Regions from separate parts of the Hordeum vulgare genome. Here region 2 is linked to region 1. Evidence: chromatin contacts called from public Hi-C data. All regions are on one chromosome and are shown on one strand. The core of a region is the stretch at or near the end of the contact, and the rest is flanking DNA. Distances in the headings are between cores, read along the strand shown.

Evidence for each region. Hi-C and Micro-C count contacts between places; a contact is called where the count stands out from the background.
Region 2: a Hi-C map of leaf shows a contact between it and region 1, with 3 times the contacts expected there. The contact joins two enhancer-like sites. A contact is called at or near these places in 1 of 6 Hi-C or Micro-C datasets (leaf) and 1 of 1 datasets of contacts at active chromatin or transcription factors (embryo).

The regions. Positions count from the first base shown.
Region 1 is chr6H:541,662,203-541,665,936 of MorexV3_pseudomolecules_assembly, reverse strand. No RefSeq gene overlaps it. Among protein-coding and RNA genes, the nearest start is that of LOC123404015, 64 kb to the right of the region's middle. Within about 2 kb of position 1,431, at least 3 of the 3 cell types and tissues checked have open chromatin away from gene starts, as enhancers often do. A contact at or near this core is called in leaf, where this site is marked.
Region 2 is chr6H:542,004,391-542,008,137 of MorexV3_pseudomolecules_assembly, reverse strand. No RefSeq gene overlaps it. Among protein-coding and RNA genes, the nearest start is that of LOC123406441, 3.1 kb to the left of the region's middle. Within about 2 kb of position 2,412, at least 2 of the 3 cell types and tissues checked have open chromatin away from gene starts, as enhancers often do. A contact at or near this core is called in leaf, where this site is marked.

The sequences.
Region 1 (3,734 bases), core at 182-2,681:
CTGGTTCATTATCTCAGCTGCTATGGAAGTTATTAACTTTCAGCCACATTAGACTATAACTTGCCATCATACTAGAAGAGAAGACTACAACAATCTATATCATCTATAGAAAAAAGATCTTAATACTTTATCAATGCCAATGTAGGACGTTGCCATCATACTTGCCAAACGCATTATATGCCAACCATAATGCCAATGTAGGATGTTGTTGAGTTTAATCTAAACTGCAAAAACGTCCAAGATAACGATAAGAAAATAATAATCCAAAGATCATGCTATATCACTGTATTTCCATTTGGTTACTTCAGAGTTAACAAAAAATAATCAACAAAATAGCACTATATATATCATAATAAAGAAAATGTTATGGTACTGTATTCTCATGTTATCATTGGAGAACATCAAACTTCATATAAATCCATCAACAAAATAACATTATATATTTCATAACAAAAAAAATCAAAGTATTATGTTGCTGTAAATAACACTCCGCATGATATATTATTTTAAGAACCAACAATCTTAATCCCTTACTACAAAAGCTAACGTGGTTAGCTGTTTTTTTGTTAATAGATTCAAACACTACAAAGAAAAAAGGAAAAATAATAATAACAGCCGAAAGATCATGCCATAATAGCGGCAGGACAGATCTTCTTTAAACACTACATCTTAAAATACAAGACTCAAACTACAAAAAAAAAATCAATATAAGACGTTTTAGCAAGCTAATAACATAGCTTGCAAAAGCGTCTTTATATTGTGGGACGGACGGAGTACATCTTAAAATACAAGACTGAAAGTGTCGACACAGCCCTCAGCGGCAGCCTTGCCGTGAAGGAGCCTGTGGATCCGCCTTCTCGGATTGCTGGTCCCTGCACTGTCAAAACGGTTAGACGGGATCGAGAGAGGAAAAAAGCACGGCCTGATTCAATGAAACAATTGTCCAAGGGAAAAACAAACCTATGGCAGCTCGTCATCCCTTTCTTTTCCCAGATAAAGATGGCAGGCAAAAGTAAGCCACAGATCTGGTGAAATCAGGCCTGTTCGCCAGCTTTTGCCAGGGGATTCACCGGATCTTGGCGCCTCCTATTCTTCTGCCGCCCGTCGCAGCTCGGCGCTGCCCTCCGTGCGGCCGATCTAGATGGGATCGGCCTGAGGTCGCGGCGCCAGTAACTTTCCTTGCCGCCGCTGCCATCCACCCTGCGCGCAGAGAGAGGGGGGAGGGGCATGAGGTCACGCCGGCTACGCGCGAGGGGGGAGGGGCATGAGGTCACGCCGGCTACGCGCGAGTGTGGGGGGGGCATGAGGTCACGCCGGCAGGGGGGGGGGGAAGGGTCTGGCGGCGGCAGACGGAAGAGGATAACCTAGATATTGTGGGTGTGTCCGTGTGTGGCAGCGGACGGAGGGGGTGGGTGGGGAGAGTTACTCACGCAGATATTGCGTGCGGTGCGGGCTGCGGGGGGAGACTCGCAATGGGCCGGGCCGCGGTACGAGCCATCCACCAACCAGGCTGGTGCATTATTACTGTATATACGGGCCCATTGCATTGCAAAGCTAAAATAAAAGCTAAAAGGCAAACACCCCGTATACAAACCTGACGTAGAGTTCGCTCAAAGAAAAAATGACGTAGGGTAGGGGCAGATGATACGATCACTCAGGCCTGACGTGGAGTAAGAAACCTGACGTAGATTAGGCACCGCCCACACAGCAGTTATTGATTCAATCAAACCATAAAATGATGGGCTGTTCATGTCCAGGAAAAAAAAATGTTGTCTTTGGAGGCCCCATGGAGCTCGGTTCTACAAAATTCAAATTCGTCAAATTTTGTATTTTCTGCATTTCGAAAAAAATCTGGAAAGAACACAGATATAAATGAAGTCATAACACACGTGTGCGTGAGTTTTCAGGACAAAATAAGTTGAAACGAGGGTTGTGCAAAAAAGAACAAATCCGAGGCTTTTTAACATATGATCCTATTTATCCTTTCGGACCATAATTCTTTTGTACAGGTCGCACTTCATCGTTTTTTATCGTGAAATTTTACACACATACATATAACATCCTTGTTTACTTGAACAAATATTTTCAGGTCTTTTTTAAAACCAAAATATTTGAATTTTGATTTATTTTCAAAAAAATGCCTTTGTGAAGACTGAGAGCCAGTCGTCCCTTTAAAAAAACTTTTTCTATTATGGGATGGAGACAGCCGTCTTAATTGGTTTCCATATCGTACAAACGCATCTAGCGTACTCCCTCCGTCCGGGTGTATAGGGCATGCGCGTAGTTCTAGGTCGTTAATTGAACTACTTAAATATGTATTATATGTAATAAATAATATATCATTAGATTCATGCGGGGATGTAGTTTCTGAATATGTAATTTTTATCGCATATAATATATATTTAGTTAGTTAAATAAACAATCTAGAATTATGTGCATGCCCTATACACTTGGACGGAGGTAGTACGACCTTAAAAAGTAAACCCTATTTTTCAAGAGTATGTCAAAGATGTATCTAATATAAAAAATGATTTTATATTATGATACAGAGTACGTCTTAATTGGTTTTCATATCGTACAACGCATCGCGCGTACTACCTCAAAAAGTAAAGTATTTTTTTTTTCAAAAGTACGTCAAAGATATATCATATTTTCTTATAAAAATGTCGGTGCACTAGTAATGGGGTAATGAGTGCCCTCACTTGTGTACACGTGTTACGAGCATAATCCATCGAAGGCAACCATCAACCCAAGCAAGTATCTGAAACCAGAGTTCGGTAAGACCTACACAACAACCCAGGACGGGGCCAAGACACGTCAAGAACTCCCGACAATTGTCGGGGAACAAGGCACAGTCATCCTCAAGAAGACCCGACAAATCATCCCTCCAGCAAGCGCGAGCCAATTTGCCACCGCTCCACCTCATCGCCACACCAGTCACTTATCGATGAGGTGTCGAGCTCCCCAATGGCTAAGTGGCTCTCGTTGTGCACGTGGCAAAGCGCCGGAAGACAGAGTACGACCAGTTGGCACCCGTCCAAAGGCATGTCAAGACACCAAGCAATAGTCAGCTGAGCGGTGGCAGGAGCTTGTCGGGGATGCGCGGCCGCACGCCACCTAAGGATGCATTTATGGCATTTTGTCTTGAATGTCAGAGTTAGATATGATAGCATTGTTAGCTATCTAATCATTTTTGTTTCCCACTGTGGACGCCCTTTAAGCTATAAAAGGAGGCCTAAGGCAACCTAGTACATGATTCTGACCGCAGGGATTCGGATCCAAGGACATTTGTACGCACGTAGTAGCTTTCCACGGCAATCCTTGCCGGGACATAACGGTGTGCGAGCTCCGTCTTCCCCCAATCAATCCCCCAAAGCAGGAGTAGGGTTTTACGCTTCTCAACGACCCGAATCTAGGTAAACGTCTTGAGTCCCATCGTCGTGTTGCCTCGTGGTTTTCTGCTCTTTGTGCAACGCGATCTCCCCGTCGAACCACGAAGGGACCACTGGTCACGTAGGTGATCAAGTGCATACCTGCCCCGACAAAAAGGGGCTAATAAAAGTTACAAGAAGCCTAGAACAATGTGAACAAAGGCTTCAGCACACCACTCCAACACTACTACGATAGGCTACTCTATCACAAAATGTCGTAGTCCACCTACGCTCGCTAGTTTTTAACTTTCAACCTTCCATATGATGGGCATAACTAGTTGTTGGGGACCAATTTGTTTATCG
Region 2 (3,747 bases), core at 1,163-3,662, 340 kb before region 1:
ATCTTGACATTGAGCACTCCAATAACGAATGGGGCCATGAGTCCTCCCCATCACATAGGCCATAACTTCTTGTCGGAGACATATTTCTATGGGAATGTACAACTTTTGTGGGCAAGGATTAGCTAATGAGAGGAAGGGGGATTTTTTTTTTTGAGTCTAAACACGCTTCATTTATTGCTCAGTAATGTTCATAGGGATACAAGAAATGTTTGGAGGATTTAACAGCCACACATGGCGTCGATAATCCAAACCAAAATCATGCTTAGCGAGGCTATGTGCCTCAACATTGGTGGCCCTACCTTCAAAGATGAAGGTGCAACTATCAAAACTATCCTTTGTCCCACAATCTCCCTGGTGGTATTGGCGTAGGCACCCCCGGTGCGGTTCTTGATGTCGTTGACTACTCCTTGGCTATCACTCGTGACGAGAATACGAGAAAGGTCTAGGTCAATATCGAGAGTAAGAGCCTCGCGACACACCAACGCTTCTAGCATCGCCGGATCCATCACTCCATTGATCTTGATAACTGGAGCGTCCAAGTATGTTCCTGAAGAGTTTCTGCAAACTGCATTGAAAGAACCGAAATTACCATCTCTGGAGGCAGCCCCGTTAACTCGAATTTTTGCAATTTCTTATGGTGGAGGTATCCATCTTGGCTGCACTGGTGCTACCGTTCGAGATCCCCTCGTGGCTTTCTTCGGACTGCACTCCTCTAGTTCCCGGATATACTTCAAGATGAAATTGTATGTAGATAGAGGTCTCTGAAAAATATGTTCATGGAGCGCCTGACGTCTCGCATACCAAAGTGCCCACAGGGTTACAATTACCAAGATTAATTCTTGTAAGGAAAGCATGTCCTAGATCGTGAATAACCACTGGTTTGCATCCGGTTCCGTAGTGGTGTTCAACGCCTCCACTAGATCCTGATCGTGAAGTGCCCATACGCATCTGGCGACTGTGCGGTGAAGCAAAGAATGTTGCCAAGAATCCTCGGCTCCACATATGCCACAACATGTAGAAGTAGACATGTTCCGATGATGCAACACGTCCGCTGTTGGGATAGATTGATGAGCTAATCTCCATAAAAATATTTTCAGCTTTGAGGGGACATCCACCTTCCACATCATCTCCCATGACTGTTTTTCTCTATCAATGTTCGAAAAATCAGCTCTCCCTTTCAACCAAGCCTCTCTCCTCATCTTGGTATCTACTAGCATGCGGTAAGCAGACCGAACTGAGAACACACCTCGTTTTTCATGCATCCATGACTAGAAATCCTCAATATTCCGTGTACACAGAGGGATATAATAAATTTTAGCGGCGTCTGTTGGCAGGAAAACTTCGTCGATCAAGACCCGGTTCCATTCTGCACTAGGCAAAATTAGCTCGTTCACCATCTGAGGAGGCATCACCACTCTACTCACAATTGGCGTCATGTTTGAGGGCCTCGGCAGCTAGTTGTGTTGCCAGATGCTCGTCGTTTGACCATTACCTATCCGCTGGATCAGCCCCTACGTGAGCACCTCGCGGCCATCAATGATGGCTCGCCATATCTGGGAAGGGGCTGAGCCTAGTTCGCCATGAGTGCGTGCACTAAGTGACTCTGGGTCCGTCAAGATCCGCCATGCATGTCTTGCCAGGAGAGCAAGATTAAACAACTCAATATCTGAGAACCCCAAGCCTCCACAATATTTCGGTTGTGTCATCGTGCTCCAAGAGACCCAACTAGGCTTCCATTTCCCTCCTTGCTGCCCCACTAGTACTTTCTATAATCAACGAGTTAATGTGTTTGGAGAGACCACAGGGTAGTCTGAAACATGACATGGAGTAGACTGGAATTGCATGTGCCACTGATTTTATGAGAACTTCCTTTCCTCCCACTGACAGAAGCTTTTCCATCCATCCCTTGACCTTGTTCCATACACGGTCCTTTAGAAACTTGAAAGAGCCATTCTTACAGTCCACGTCAGATGGCATTTGCAATATTCAAAGCATTCTTTACCTCAGTTTTTAAAGAGGATGGGCAACCCTTACTGAAGAAAACCAAGGATTTTGCAAGATTTATCCTTTGATCCCAAGCATTGCAATAGTTTTCCATTAAGGCATGCATGGTCTTGGTTTTTTAAGGAAAGGTATGGTCCTGGTTTAGTGGATTGTTGGGATGGGCCTCCACTTGTATGGTTCTAGGCACAACATATGTGCAAACTCCCGTAAATTCTAACCCTTTTGCGTTGGGTCGAGATAATTTTAAACTGAAAATCAAAGACAAAATATTGCACTGGCCTACAAATTATGGCCCAAGCTTGATCCTACCCTGGTTATTTGGGTCGGGTCGTCGGACCTGGCTGTGCATGCAAAAGTTTAGTTTCCTAGACGGGAGTGGCTTGGAGAGCTCGTATGCAGTGCTGCAGGCACCCGTTAACAATCCGGCGCCTGCAACGCTGCTAGCATGGGCCGACCCACTAGTGTGTTGTCCATTTTTTTAATTTTTTGTTGTTATGAAAAAAAATATATAATAAAAATTGGTTACAGATTTAAAAAAATATTCATCCGTTCGAAAAAAGTACATATCTCTAAAAAAGGTTCATCAATGTTGAAAAAAGTTTATCAATTTGAAATAAAGTTCATTAAAAAGAAAATAAGTTCATCAATTTAGAAAAAGTTCATTAATTTTTTTAAAAGTTCCATAAATTTGAAAGTAGTTCATAAAAATAAAAAAAGTTCATGTATTTTTTTAAAAAGAAATTATTGAACTAAAAAATAAGTTCATATATATTATAAAAGTTTATCCATTTTTAAAATGATGTTCATCAAATTGCAAAAAAGTTCATTGATATTCAAAAAAATTCATCAATCTTAAAAAGTATTTGTTGAAATTCAAAAAAAGTTTATCAATATTGAAATAAATTCATAGAATCTTGAAAAAAAAGCATCACAAGCGCCTAGATGGGCCGGCCTAGTTCGAACGCCACATGCGGCAATTAACAAAAATGCACGTTAAGTGGCACCTGTTGTTAAATTGTGATCCAAATTCTACCGTATTGGACTAGACGTAGGAAGAAAGGTGTGGGCCTTTGCGTTGGTACCGAGGCGTACGAGTACAACTCATTTACTTGCCCTCCAAGGACTCTCATGTATTGCCCCTCATATATACTCCATGTAGTCGCACCTAAAGACGCTATGTCGTCTCGTGCTTGTAATACTTCACCCTCATAGTAATTGCGCCTTCGTGCGTCCGTGATTTTCTCTTGCAAGAGTTTTCACGTAAAATCCCTGTCTCTTGTGTCTCGTTAATCTCGTTTTATCTAAATACAGAGTTATGGTTTAGTATACGAGATTGAGAGGAGAGCTAGGGTTTCAGGGTCGTGTGCGCTGCCGCCGGCCCGCGATCCGGCGATCCGACGCCAGATCGAGCAAGGCACCCTAGACCGATAGGAGTTCAGTCCGTACGCACCTACGCGTACAAATTGCGTTTAGCCGCTGCAGCTGCAAGTCTCCCGTGCTCCCGTTACCAGTGCTGAGTCTTGTCCGATCTGCCGAGTTTTTTTTTTTTGAGAGAACACGGCACTTTATTGATCACATAACATCAATACAAAGAGTCTCCCGGATACCATCTGGAGCAAAGTCAGAAATAAAACCTAGGCTATGCAGATCATAAGTCCTAGCCATAAGATGTGCCGCTTCATTCAGATTACGTCGGACATGCCTGAAGGTAGCTGATGAAAAGCTTGATACCATGTGCTTGAT